2 separate regions of the Cricetulus griseus genome follow, and region 2 is linked to region 1. The links are chromatin contacts, called in public Hi-C maps. All regions are on one chromosome and are shown on one strand. Each heading gives the region's core, a stretch centred on a gene start, on an enhancer-like site or on the middle of the called end of the contact. The rest is flanking DNA. Distances are from core to core; before and after follow the strand shown. Region 1 holds the start of Rsrc2 (arginine/serine-rich coiled-coil protein 2). Region 2 holds the start of Denr (density-regulated protein).

Region 1 (7,128 bases), core at 2,991-5,490:
CGTAACAGACTGCTTCAGCATGGCAGTGGTGGTGCATGCCTTTAGTCCCAGCACTCAGGAGGCAGAGGCAGGTGGATCTCTGTGAGTTCAAAGCCAGTCTAGTCCAGAGAGAGTTCCAACACAGCCAGGACAACACAGAAACACTATCTTGAAAACAAAACAAAATAGCAGAATGCTTCTACTGTATAAGGAAGAGATAGGTCAGCTATTTGAAGATTCCCAACTCCTCTATGGCCTAGGAACTTGAACTGTGTTTCATCCTACAGGTAAAATAGAGTCTGAAGTCAAAATGGCAGTACTTAGGCCAAAGTGCTTTTGTTTGCTCCTTTCAAGTAGGCAGAGACAGTCAGATCTCTGTGAGTTGAAGGCCAGCTGGGTCTACATATCAAATTCCAGTATATGCAGGACTACATACAGACCCTGTCTCAGAAAACAATAACAACAAATAACAACAATAATAACAAACAAGTTGGGCAGTGGCAGTGAATGCCTTTAATCCCAGCACTTAGGAGGCAGAGGTAGGTGGATCTCTGTGAGTTTGAGACTAGCCTGGTCTACAGAGTGAGTTCCAGGACAGCCAGGACTGATTCAGAGAAATCCTGTCTTGAAAAAACAAACAAGCAAAAGTATTGTCATATATCTTTACTTTAAAACATAACCAGGCAAGACTTTTCTCTTTAGTCTGCCTAGTCAGTCATCAAGTACTTTTATATTGTAAGGCATATCTCAAATTTATACAGGATCCTAAGTAGGGATATAAACCAGGATGGACACAGAAGAGCAAAGGTACCTTGTTTAACCCCTTATCTCCCAAAAGCTAATATCAAGTTATAGGAACCAGGCATCAAGAAGAATACATGACTCAAGCCTGACTTAAAGTCTTAGTATTATGCCTAAACTAGGGATGGGAACCATTGTGAATTGTGAATTGAGAATATATACCTCCATGAAAAAGATCCATATAAGGCAGGGACATACTTATCACCGACATTGAAAGTCTAGTGAAAATAATTCTGCCTCAGTCTCACTGTATAACTTATCAAGAAAGATGGGTAAGAACAAGTGCTGGCTATTAAATATTGGCTAAATGGAATCTTCATTGTAGCCTGGGCTACAGTTAAGACCCTGCCTTTAAAAAAAAAAAAGAAAAGAAAAAGTTAAAATACAGAAAAATGCACAGAAAGAATAAATCAGAATAAACCCCACAAGAGTTCATTTAGCCTGTGACTATATTTGGCTTGGATTATGTAGTAAAGCACTTGAGAACCTAACCCCTTTACCTATATATGCTACACACACACACCCTCTGAACAATACACCTAACTACCTCCAAATGCCTTCAGACTGGCATCTACATCATACCAATCTCTGAACAGTAAAATAAATGTCTGTACCCTTAACAATTAAATTCAAATAGTTTCTAGTCAAATGTACTTCCAATGCAGTTAAGTACAAAGCACAGAAACACGGTCAGGCTTCAACTGGTTTTGAGTACATGTACAGTAAGGCAAAATTGTATCAAGAAGTTTTTAGGGAAAACTCCCTATTTACCTTATTGGAAAGGATATGCGTAGCACAAAAGCAATTATGACCTCATCTGTCAATCAAAATAGAGAACTGCCTATACTACACCTCTTAGCAATCAAATGCCTCCCCCTCTTGAGCCCCACAAAAGGAAGCCACAAACCAGAGAGGCCTTGGGTACCTTCCCTCCGGTGTCCTGCTGCTTCCTGCAGGGCATTCTAGTCTTTTCTATTGCTTTGCATAGTCTCTCCACTATTTCTGTGCCTGGATGAATGTAGAAACACCTGACTCCAACCACCAGTCCTAAGAGTGCTTATCTTGGTAGAGAATGGGGCAGACCCGGGTCAGGGAGGGAGCCCTAGTCTTCAACCCTATTGGGAATGTCTTATTTTCTAAGCAGAAGGCAGATGGACTCATGACAGGACTCAGGCTGGCCTCCCACCTGCCTCATCCTCCAGACACTGCAATTACAGACTTGATCCACCACATCCAATCCAGCTTGCATCCACCTTGCATGTGAGTTAGGAAGTGTTGGAAACACTAAGATGACTCATAGGCACTATGAGATCATTACCTTCTCAGAGGAGATCCTCCCAAGTAAGTCTACTTGATACAAAGCAGTCACATTTTCTTTTCTTGAACCACCATTGATGTGTCCACTTCCAGTGTCATCACTTGTTAGCAGCTCAACATTGTTCCACATGCTTCTGAGATTGTCTGTGAGAGGAAGGGACCACCGTCTTTCCTAGAACAACAAATAAAGTTACAGATCAAATTATTTTTGTGCATAGGATCCAGTTCTTTTGGTAATGAAGTGTTACTCAAAGAACAAAAACTAGTATCAATATATTAAAACTTAACTTCAAACTGGGCAAAGGCCATGAACGCCTTTAATCCCAGTACTTGGGATTAAAGGCAGAGGCAGGCAGATCTCTTTGAGTTTGAGGTTAGCCAGTCTACTGGCTGAGTTCCAGGACAGCCATGGTTACATAGTGAAACCCTGTTTCAAAACCAAACAAACTAAGGGGGGGGGGGTTCCAGTTTGTATACCACACTAGGGTGTAATGAAGGTTAGGTGCATGGCAGGCAAGTTCTCTATCATGGCTACACCCTCCTTCATGAGATGGTTCCTACCTTCATCAAAAACTACACTGAAACCCAGGCAAGACTTTTTTCATTAACAAACACAATTCATATCATCTGTAAACTGAGTGGGACCGAAGTAATAAGGTAGAAAACATCCCTAGATAACTTTGGATATCTAAGGGGAGGGGGGATGCTAAAGATGGTTTATGGGTTAAAAGTGCTTGCTGCTCTTCCATTGGACCAAAATTCGATGCCCAGGACTTACATCAAGCTCCAGGTGACCTGATGACCTCTTCTTGACCCCACAAGCACCTGCACACAAAGGAATAATAATAAAATCTGTATTTTTTAAGCCTATGAGCAGGGCGGTGGCAGCACACACCTTTGATCCCAGCAGTAGGGAGGCAGAGACAAACCTGATCTCTGTGAGTTTGAGGTCAGCCTTGTCTGCAGAGGGTTTCTAGGCCAGCCAGGGATACACAGAGAAACCCTGTCTTGAACAGACAGAGAACAATTATGAGTGAGACAGAAAAATGTTTTTGCTATTATGGTTTACCTTTTTCTTTCTTTCTTTTCTTTTCTTTTTTTTTTTTTTTTTTTTTTTTTTTGGAGAGAGAATCTCCTGTAGACCACACTGGTCTCAAACTTGCTATGTAGACAAGGATGATATGATTTATGTGTTGCCAGGCAGTGGTGGCGCATTCCTTTTATCCCAGCACTTGTGAGACAGAAGCAGGAGGATCTCTATGAGTTCGAGACCAGCCTGGTCTACAAAGCGAGTTGCAGGGCAGCCTCCAAAAGCCACAGAGAAACCGTGTCTCGAAAAGTCAAATAAATACATAAATAAAACAGTTTTGTTTTACTTGTTTGGTAAAGGAGGTACTGAATCCTGGACGACGGGAAACCAACTACGTAAGGTCAAGGAAAACAGTGATTGCAGTCACTCGGAAGAGTGCAAAAGCTCAGAGACGGTAGGAGAGCGGTAAGGTCTTTAAAGACTGAATTTTCTACTTAGTGCAAGGAAGCGAACTAAGCGAACAGGTGATCAGCACAGACTTTTGGCATCATTGATTGCGAGAGAAAAACAGATGAGACAATATAACATCGTGAACGAGATAAAACAGTCAATGAAGCTACCCACGAACGCGCATCGGGCCAGCCAGCTAGAATCGCCTCCAACTTTCTCCCGCCAGCGTCAAGCTGACGAAAAGCCCCTTCCGTTTTCACCTGACACGACTCCCGCTTCCCAAAAGCAGCGCGGTAGAGCCTTCTCACCTGCAGCTGGAGAAACTAAAAGAGAACTCAAGTTTTTTACACTTCTTCCTGACTCACACAACCGCTCCTACTCTTTTTAGGTTCCACGCCACTGCTTTGAATTGGCGGGAGAACACCGCGCCCAACCCCTTCTACGGGGGCTGAAGCAGGCCAAAACTCTCTCACACTCGAACTAGGAAACCGCCCCGCCCTAGATCAAATTGAATCTCAACTAGGGAGGATTCATGTTATTGTGAATTCCTGGCCCCGCCCACTTCACAGGCCTTGCGCCACGCCCTTCGAAAGACTAGCCAATCACCATGTCGAACCGCGTTGTTATAGAAACTCTTATCGCCACCCCTTTTCTTTCCCAGCAAGCTGCGCGCCGCGCCAGGCCTCATCCCTTTTGTGCCATCCGGGTCTCTCGCGCCAGAGAAAGTCTGTGGCGAAGCTTCGGGGTGGCCAGTACTGTTGAGCGCGTCAAGCAGTGGTGCCGCGTTAGCGGCCGGGACTCAAAAACAATGGCGGTAGGTACTAACTCGAATTTGAAAGCCAGGGCTGGTTTTTTTTTTGTCTCTTTACACAGAGTGAACAGCTCTCGGAGCTGTTGTCCGTGCTTGTGTGTGGACAAAATGGCGCCGCGGCCGCTTTCTGCACTCGCCATCATGGCTTCCTGCCGCAGGGAGGGGGAGGTAAGGCGGTGTGGATGGGGGTGGGGAGCCGCAGGGAATGGCTTTTTTTTTCCAGAACTTTCCTCATCGTTTTCCTCACCCCGTATTTTAAGAAGCCCACCGAACTGTGGTACTCATCTCGTTAACCCAGACTAGTGGTATGTGTTGCGTTTCGGTAGGGCTTCTGAGTTTACGCTAACACTGGAGAAATGCGACTGGAAAGAAAAAAAAAATCAGAAACCGTCTCTGGCAGACTGTTTATGATTTTAGAGTGTTTGAAAGTGTTATGTATACAGTCTATACAGTCTTCTGCCTGCATGCCAACAGAGGGCACCAGATCTCATTCAAGGTGGTTATGAGCCACCATGTGGTTGCTGGGAATTGAACTCAGGACCTCGGAAACAGTCTAAGCCTTTTGGGCGAACCCTTAGATATGGGGTACTTTGCCTATTTTTTTTTTTTTTTTGCTTAGTGTTTGTCGGTGTGAACCTTCTCGGTTGGAGTTGAGATTGTCTTAAAGAGTAAAAATTGTTGTAATTATCCAGTTCCATTCCCTGGTATACTTGTGCCTCAGAGCGACTCGTTTTACCATTTTAAGTCTTTGAGAACCGCCGGGCTTGTTCCTTTAAGACCCCTTTCTTGACCCGTATAAAAACCGTACCTAAGTGACCTCTTTGAACAGGAAGCCTGCCCTGGATATACTATGCCCGTTTTTAGTGAATCATATTATCCTGTGACTGTTTTGTTTCTACTTATATAGAGAAAATATTTTTGTGACTAAAAGGTTTTAACTTCATATTGTAGACAAGAATTGCTCTCCCTGACAGTTGTAATTTTGAAATTAGAATGGTACAAGTAGGTTTTTTTCTGCATCTCATTATCCTTTATGTCTAGTTGAATTTAAAATATTTTTTCATGAGGCTTCAAAGAGTAGATAAGGTGCTTTAAATTACGGGACTAATACTTATAAATTGTGTCATGGGCCTCTTAATATACGTCAAGCAAATAGTAGTATTGTTTTTCTTGTGTTCCATTAAGTGAAATAAATTCAGATATTTGATTTCTGCGGTGCCCTCCACAATAAAGGCAATCCCCCAGAGAACTGGCCCAGTATTAAGCCTGCTATTTACTTCCTTTGCCCTGGGAAAGGAATTGTATGCTGTGCTTCAGTTATCTAGGGTTTTCAAGATGTAAATTGTAGAAAGCTGGTGGCTTTCTCATAGACCCAGTGACTAAATATAAGGCAGTTTGCGGTGTTTTTATGGATTTCAGCTAAATTGAAGTAAAGCTGAGTGATTTTGCTAATTGGGGCACCTAGTATTACATGTGTTTAATGGTGACATGGATTTTATTCTGTAGTGTGTTTTACATATGAAAGTGACGGCTAATAACCTGTGTCACACAGTGGTTCCTCTGTTGCCAGGCTTCTGAGCCTTTTGCAACATAAACATTAGTGGACTAGGTGTTGTCTTTTTCTATAGTTTTCAGTTCTCGTCTTCTCAGGAAAAGTGAATGTGTCTTACTATGATCCTAACAATGGGGGAGAGGGGTGCTGTAGCAGGATATTAAAAAGTTTGAGGGCAGCCGTGAACATAGCAGGCATCTGGGGGGCTGCTTGTGATTTGTGTTTGAAGTGTTTTTAGTTGAGATAAATATATCTTAGGCCAATCTGAAATTGTCTTTAAGGATAGTGAGAACAAGAATGAAAGAAAATGTTTTGGATCATTGTTGTTTGTGATAGAGCAACATGTATTACTAGTTGATAGCAAAAGATGGGGAGATTACAGTATTTTAGGGGAGTCAGGTAGTGTTTCTGGGTATCAGCTGTGAAGTAAGGTTGACCTTGATTCTGAATGATGAATGCTTTTCAGCACAAAATTATTCCAATCCTGGAATGAGAAACACCCTTGTAGCTAGTTGCTTATGTTTCTTACTATTCCTGTTGAGATACAGTTGGTACTTTAGCACATAATTCATGCATTTTGCCTCCAATTATGTGTGCTTAACTACTGAGCCATCTTTCCAATCCCAAATCTGTTTTCATGTGTAGTTTTACTATTGAAGTTTGGTATTGTTTTTGACCCATTTTTGTACCACAGTAAAATAATACACTTCCTTTATTTTGGTACTTGTTCTCCCAAGGGAAAAAGTCGATCATGATTTTCCCTCTGAAGTTCTAAGTCAGAAATTGATAAAAACACTTGGTAAAAAGAAGCATCTGGGTCGCCGGGCATTGGTGGCACACTCCTTTAATCCCAGCACATTATGAGTTCGAGGCCAGCCTGGTCTCCAGAGTGAGTGCCAGGATAGGCTCCAAAGCTACTGTCTCAAAAAACCCAAAAAAAAAAAAAAAAGCAGCAGCAGCTGGTAAATACTTTTAGTTTTGTGGGTGATGTTCACTTTTTCTCATTTCTTGCTTGCTTTACCAAGGTTTTTTAATGTAAAAAATTACTCTTCTAGGCTCAGTAACACAGGTCTTTAATCCCAGCAGTATCAGGTAGATACCTGGGTTTGAGGCCAGTCAGGGCTACATAGAGATACCTTGTCTAAAAAAAGAAAGGAAGGAAGGAAAGAAACAAGATTTGTGCAGAAA
Region 2 (7,128 bases), core at 2,754-5,253, 140 kb before region 1:
TCTTGCCACAACGTTCCTTTCTCCATCTCCTAAGCTATAGGTCTGAATCACCATGCCCTGCTTGGTCTTTATTTATCACGTTCTTGCTATGTAGACTAGGACAGTTTGCTTCTGTCTCCTGAGCACTGGGATTAGATATGCACTCATCTGCCTTAATACATCATCTTTTTTCTCCTCTTAACACATATTAAGACACAAATCTCCAAATCTTACAGAAATCAAGTATCTTGCCTGGGGCCATATTCGTAGGAAGTATTTAAGTTAGAAAGCACACGCTGGCCAATAATTCTGACAACCAACATTATAACAAAACACAATTAACTCTATGTAATTTCTTCCTTTTTTCCCCTCTGTCCCATACCTTCCGTTCAAGTTTTAAGAGAGGTTCTACGCAGCACAAGCTGGCCTGGAATTTACAGATCCTCCTGACTAGCCTGCATGAGTGCAAGGATTACATGTGTACCTTCACATCAACTTTAGAGGTCAGGACTTACAGAAAGCATGCTTACCCACTGAGCCACCTGTCGGCCCCCTCTCAGGAAGCCAGCAAACATGTCTTGGCTGTGTGCTCTCCTTTTGCTAAGCACCTCCTACTACCTCCCTTAAAGCCCTTGCTTAGGATTTATACTAAAACTGTTACATCTTCCCTGGGAACACACCAAAGGAGAGATGACGCTGCTGAAGTGGAGGCCCCAGAGGCTCTGGGGCCCAGGCTTGGGAGGCCACAGTAACTTCCTTGGAGGCTTTGGCAGCAGTCTCCAGAGTCATGATGAGGGCCAGGGCTGAGCCCACAGGTGTTTTTTACTCAGAGAGTGAAGACCAAAGGCAGAAAGTGGATCCCTATCACCAAGCTGAGCTACCTGGTCAAGGACAAGAGCAAGTCTCTAGAGGAGATCAATCTCCAGGCCCTTGAGGAATCAGGATATTGACTTTCTCCTGGAGACATCCCATAAGGCTAAGGGTTCTGAAGACTGTGCTGAGGTAGAAGCACACTCACAGCGACCAGCAGATCCTATTCAAGGCATCTGACACTGAGGACTGCATCAGTCACACCAATCTAGAGGTGACATGCTCCACGGGCACCACTGCCATTCAAGGAGCCAAGCTGTCTACCACCCATGTAGAAAGGTTACTGAAGGCATAAGAACCGCACACTCCATACAAAGTGACAGGCTGCTTGCTACAGCTTTGTACTGGTGTATTTCATCTCCACCAACAGGGGCATTGACATTGTCTTGGCTTCTATGTCCAAGAAGCTGGTACCAATGGCCAATACTGATGATGACCACTGTATTTCAGTCAGGGTCTGTAGAGCTACCTGGGCAACTTCACCAAAGTCACCTCTGATACCATCTCCAAGGCCTACAGCTACCTGACCCTCTGGAAAAAGACTGTGTTCCATTAAAATCTCCCTATCAGGAACTTACAGACTATCTTGTGAAAACTCAGACCAGAATCTCCATGCACATGACACAGTATTCAACCATGGTTACCACAGTTTCTCTACAATAAAATTAATTAAGCTCATAAAAAAAAAAAAAGTTGGGGCTGGAGAGATATCTCAGTGGTTAAAAAAGCTTACTGCTCCCACAGAAGACTCGGGTTTGATTCCCTGCACTCATGTGGTGGCTCAGAACCACCTGTGACTCCAGTTCCAAGAGATCCAAAGCCCTTCCCCTCTGTGGGTTCCTGCACATTTGTGGCATGCATACACACACTCAGGCACATACAGAAACCCATTTTTTAAAAAAGTAGTTACCTTTAATCCCAGCACTCTGGGCGGAGGCAGGTAGATCTCTAAGTTCCAGGCTAGCCAAGGCTACAAAGTGAGACTCTGTCTCAGAAATAAATAAATAAATAAATAAAAATATATAAATAAATAAATAATAAAAAGAACAAGTGGGTGATGACTGGAGATAAACTGTCTTAGGCTTTCCTTGGTGATGGGGGGGGGCAAACCTGTTTGTTACTAAACTCCAACTTTGTTTTGTTAAAAACTCTAAACTGGGCAGTGGTGGCACACACCTTTAATGCCAGCACCCAGGAGTCAAGAAGCAGGCGGATCTCTGTGAGGTCAGCCTGTCATACAGAGTAAGTTCCAGGACAGCCAAGGCTACACAGAGAAACCCTGTCATTAAAACGGAGTCTGGACTGGGGAGATGCCTTAGTCTCATTCAATAAAGTACTTGCCACAGTACATAAGCCTAAAGACTGAGTCGGAATCCCCAGCAACCTCAGCATCCACGTAAAAGCAAACACAAACACAGGACTACAATCGAAACACTGGGGAGGCGGAGGATCCCTAGTGCTTGTTCAAAAAACACCCACCGTGGAGTGTGACCCAACTTTGACCTCTGGCATCATATGCAGGCACAGCCACAGCTACACACAAAACCTAACTGTCCATAGACTGTCTACTGCACAGCCTGCCAGCCTCATCTGCTCTACTCCTTAACCATCACCCTTCCTGTACTGTAACAATCCAAAGTTGCTCTCAGAGCTCATGGAGTAAAGGCACCTGAGTTCAACCCCCACGATCTGCATGGTAGCCCCCAACATTCACACATGGATCATGACACAAATGCACACAAACACAAATAAATTAAAGTTAAAAAAAAAAAAAAAGCCCTCAAGATTCTAGTCAGCCATCAAGATTAATCCTTCCTCACCCCAGTACTGGGATTTGAGGCTCTGAACTTTCTAGACAAGTGTTCTGCTGCTAAGCAACATCTCCAGGCCTTCCTTTTCTTCCCAACTTTCTTTAGGATGTCCTTTCTCACTTCCATACTTCACGTATTTTACAAGCTCTCCATAACAAAGCAATATGCATCCAACATCTGGCTGGGATAATCCACTTGCCTTTCTCTATTCCAATTGGACTGTAAACTCCTCTAAGTCAGAAAGCGAGACCCAAATGACACAGGACAAGAAGTTAACCTATGCGTCCTCACTAGGCTCCCTCCTTAAGAACCCACCAAACCATAAGTAGACAGAACTAACAAGACCAAAAGTGAAACTACCACATTAGGCATAAAAAGTGAGCAAAAGTCATTTCTTTTTCCTTCCAACACTTGCCTCCACAATAAAGGACTCGAAGAGGGTATTCCGAATCTAACTTGGCACTGTTCCTCGTATCGCCTTTGCAATCAGCCCCACTGGATTCAGAAACGTCAGTGGCCATCTCACAAACCTGTAAGCAAAACGACACAACTTCACTATTTTGGAGCTCGACCACCCAAAAAGCAGCATATGGGTGCAGTCCTTAGCTTTCACTATGTACCCCAGCCCCCCGAAGCTGTTTCGATTCTATCAGAAAGGACACACGTTTAGTTGGAGTGGCAAAATATGACCAGTTGTGAGCTCATCTACGGGTTCCACGGATTTACAGGGAAAGCAGGAGTAAAAGAGCCAACGAAGGCTGAGTTTTGGGGCGAGGGCAAAAGGGACACCAGAGAAAAAGGAGAAGCGGCTGGGGGGTACAGGAGGGGTGGGTGACTTCAACACGGACAGGGCAGCTCCGAGGCTCACAATACGGGAGGGATGCAAACTGTAGGGACGGCTACGGAGCGTCTGCACGACAGGGGCGAGTCACTCGAGGTGACCAGAGTGTAGGGTGAGGCGACAGCAGGGTACCAAGGGAGAGAGACCGAGTCAGGCCTCGGGAGACAACGCTGGGACGAAGGACCAAAGGGGCCGGCAGCGCTTGGCAGGGCTGGCGCTATGGGGAGACCCCCCATGTGGGCGGGCGTGGAGACAGACGCTCGGCCCGGCCCCCTTCCTCCAGCAGCGCCCCGGCTGCCCCACACGCTCCACCGGCTCCTGGGGAGCCGCAGAGGCGCGAGCGCTCGTTACCCAGCCGGTCGCACGGCCCCCGCCGCCTCCGCTCCCGCCCGCCGAAGCGACACATGCAACTCCTCTTCCCCGGCCACAGCAGTCCGAAAGCCGTCTGGAGGCTCGCTCGCGCGAGACAATAGGCCTTTATCGCGAGATCCCGGCAGCCGCTAGCCGGATGTCGCGAGAAGCCTGACTGCCGCGGGTGGGCGGGGCGAAGAGGGAGGGACATGCGCGCTGCGCTGGGGTAGAGGGAACGGGGCTGGATGGCGTAGAGGCAGGCGGCCGGTAGGAGGCGCTCGCTAGCTAGTGGCGAGGACGAACCAGCGGCGCCTCTGGATGGATGTTCCTGCGCAGTGGGGCGTGCACCGGACTGGCAGAGAGGCGCTTGAGTCACAGGTGACTCTATTAATGATGTGGCACCTTGCCCCAGTGTCTGGGCTACATCCTAGAGTCCCAGCTAGCCTCTAGCCGGATGGATAAGTCACCCCTTCTGCGGAGAGATTGCGGCTGGATGAGACACTGGGTTTCCTTTCATTGCTATATCCTAAACTGGAATTATTCTTGCAAAGATCCTATCAATTACTGTTTTAAATTTACCTCACCAGGCTCACAACTATTTTCGTACGATTTGTGCATATCTCGTCTTCTACGTGTTCTATGCTTGAATTTATGCATACCATTTCAGGGTTTCTGGTTTTAACCGCACACAAGCCTTGCCTTGGTTTTGCTTCCTTGTTTTTATCTTGGGGGAACCCCTTCATCCGCATACTCAGCCCAAGTCCCACTTGTGAAACGGGAATAACGCTAAGACACGTAAGAAAGGGCTTGGTAGAAAGAAAGACAGTTACTGCTCCTCTGCATCACCTCTACTCCCAGTGCCAACTACATTCACAGACACTGCAGCCAGCCCTTTCATTTTGTTTACAACTTACTTTACATGGACTAAGTTATCTGAAACACTCTTCACCAGAGATCCATCCAGCGTGGTCTCCCATAACGTTTTTTTGGTACTGGGAATCGAACCCAGGGCCTAGTGAATGCCACTGACCTCTAATAATGTTCTTAAATAAGACAAAACACATTCCGGCATTTCATGATACATGTCTTTAATCCTAGCACCAAGGAGGCAGAGATCTCTGTGAGTTCCATACCAGGCAAGGCCCTGCCCCCAAAAAGTAAAATTAAGCCGGGTGTAGTGGCCTTATCCCAGCACTTGGGAGGCAGAGGCAGGTGGATCTCTGTGAGTTTGAGGCCATTGTGGTCTACAGAGTGAGTTCCAGGACAACCAGGGCTACACACAGAAACCCTGTCTCAAAAACAAACAAACAAACAAACAAAAAAACAGAAAGAAAAAAAGAAAAGCACATTTTTAAAACCAGTGCCAAGATTCAGGGCTGAATGTGTGACCCCGTTGGCAAGCATGAAGACTTGAATTAGATTTCTAGGACCCATGTCCAAAGCCAGGCATGGAGACCAGTAAGATGGCTTAGTGGACAGAGGACCTGCCACACAGGCCTGACCACCTGAGAGTTTAACTCCTGGAACCCACATAAAGTTGAAAGGAGAGAACCAACTCCACAAAGTGGCCCTCTGACCCTCACACGTCTTCCATGGCACTCCTAATCATATAAAAACACAAGAAACAAATAAATATTTCAAGCCAGATGTGGTGTGGCATGTTTATAGTCCCTGTGCCAGGGAACTGGAGACAGAAAGATCCCTGGGGTTCACTGGGCATCTGCCTACCCTAGCTGGTGAGGCCCAGGCCAATGAAGAGACCTTGTGTAGAAAGAGTGCACAGTTCCTTAGGATGACACTCGTGTTGCCCCTTGCCCACACATGCACACACATGCACGAGCGAGCGCGCGCACAGCGAGCGCGCGCGCACACACACACACACACACACACACACACACACACACACACACGAACATGCATATATTGCCGACATTTTAATGGCACATAAAATAATTGCACATGTGACAATCATGGCTTTTAGATGTAGATTCGATGACTTGGGAGTGAGTGCCCGGTCCTTCCTTTGTGCCTGAAATGCCAATGTACTCAAGTTTTTTTCTACCTTTGTCCTCCTCAGCTTTGTCCAGAAGGGGGTGCTGTTTAAGCTGTTACTCTAGCTTCCTGGTCCCTAGTTTCTAACTCGGTGTTCAGCCATGGGAGCAGCCTTCTTCAACCCTAAGCATCATACCTGGCTGTACTGATGTTTTACGTGCCCCTTCACCCCACCCACGACCCTGGCCCCCTTAGTCAGTTAGGGGAATCCCACTGCCTGGGATTCTGTGATGTTGCACAACCGTGTGATTTTCCAAGTTTTCTCTGTCCAACTTTTCAACAGTTTCAAACCAGGTGAATCCAATTTCCAGAACTCAGTTCTCTTGCTTTACACTTTTACACTTTTACAAGGTGTTTTTCTGGGTGTACACTTGGCATTGGAACCCAAATTTGCATTTTTTTTTCTATCATAACACACAGTCTTAGACCTTAGGTACAGTAAAGGCCACTGAGCAGCTGGGAGAATCTTCCTCAGAAATGTGAGGTCTTCTACTTCTTAAGTGCAGCCCTTCTACTCAGGGGTCTGGGGATGTAGCTTAGTTAGAATAGTCATTGCCAAGCCGGGCATTGGTGGCGCACGCCTTTAATCCCAGCACTCGGGAGGCAGAGGCAGGTGGGTCTCTGTTGAGTTCAAGACCAGCCTGGCCTACAGAGTGAGTTCCAGGACAGCCTCCAAAGCCACAGAGAAACCCTGTCTTGGAAAACAAAACAAAACAAAAACAAAAAAAAACAGAAACCCAAAAAAGAATAAAAGAGTAGTCATTGCCTACCATGAAGCAAGTCCTAGGGTACGGTCTCCAGCACTGCACAGACCAGGTGCAGCGGCACACACCTGTAGTTCCAGGTGAGAGGTGGAGGCAAGAAGATCAGAAGTTCAAGGCTAGGCTAGAGAATTGGCTCAAGTGCTTAAGAGCAATTGCTGCTCTTCCCAAAGACTGGACTGTAGGCAGCAGCACCCACAATGTGAGACTTACAAATGCCCACAACACCAGCATCCTCTTCTGAAGTCAGGCATCTGCACTCGTGTGCATGAACCCCTACACAGATACATACACATCACTAAAAATAAAGCTTTGAAGAAAAATAACAGCTGTCTACTGCAGGCATCCTGATGCTCATATATATGCTAAAAAAGATTGAAATAGTCTGGGCCTGGTGGCGCAGGCCTTTAATCCCAACACCCAGGAAGCAGAGGCAGGCAAATCTCTTGTGTGTTCCAGAACA

What was found. Hi-C and Micro-C count contacts between places; a contact is called where the count stands out from the background.
Region 2: a contact with region 1 is called in a Hi-C map of the CHO-K1 cell line, with 4 times the contacts expected there. The contact joins the promoter of Denr here to the promoter of Rsrc2 in region 1. A contact is called at or near these places in 3 of 8 Hi-C or Micro-C datasets (the CHL-YN cell line, the CHO-K1 cell line and fibroblasts).

Annotation. Positions count from the first base shown.
Region 1 is chr4:103,496,854-103,503,981 of CriGri-PICRH-1.0, reverse strand. Rsrc2 (arginine/serine-rich coiled-coil protein 2) reads left to right here and starts at 4,240. Exons shown (of 10, transcript XM_027413968.2): 1 at 4,240-4,391. The coding sequence starts at 4,386. It overlaps LOC100766053 (kinetochore-associated protein 1), which reads right to left and starts at 4,033. Exons shown (of 65, transcript XM_027413966.2): 1 at 3,886-4,033; 2 at 2,876-2,922; 3 at 2,099-2,269. The coding sequence starts at 2,227.
Region 2 is chr4:103,640,498-103,647,625 of CriGri-PICRH-1.0, reverse strand. It overlaps Denr (density-regulated protein), which reads right to left and starts at 4,003. Exons shown (of 8, transcript XM_027413958.2): 1 at 3,853-4,003; 2 at 3,076-3,190. The coding sequence starts at 3,181.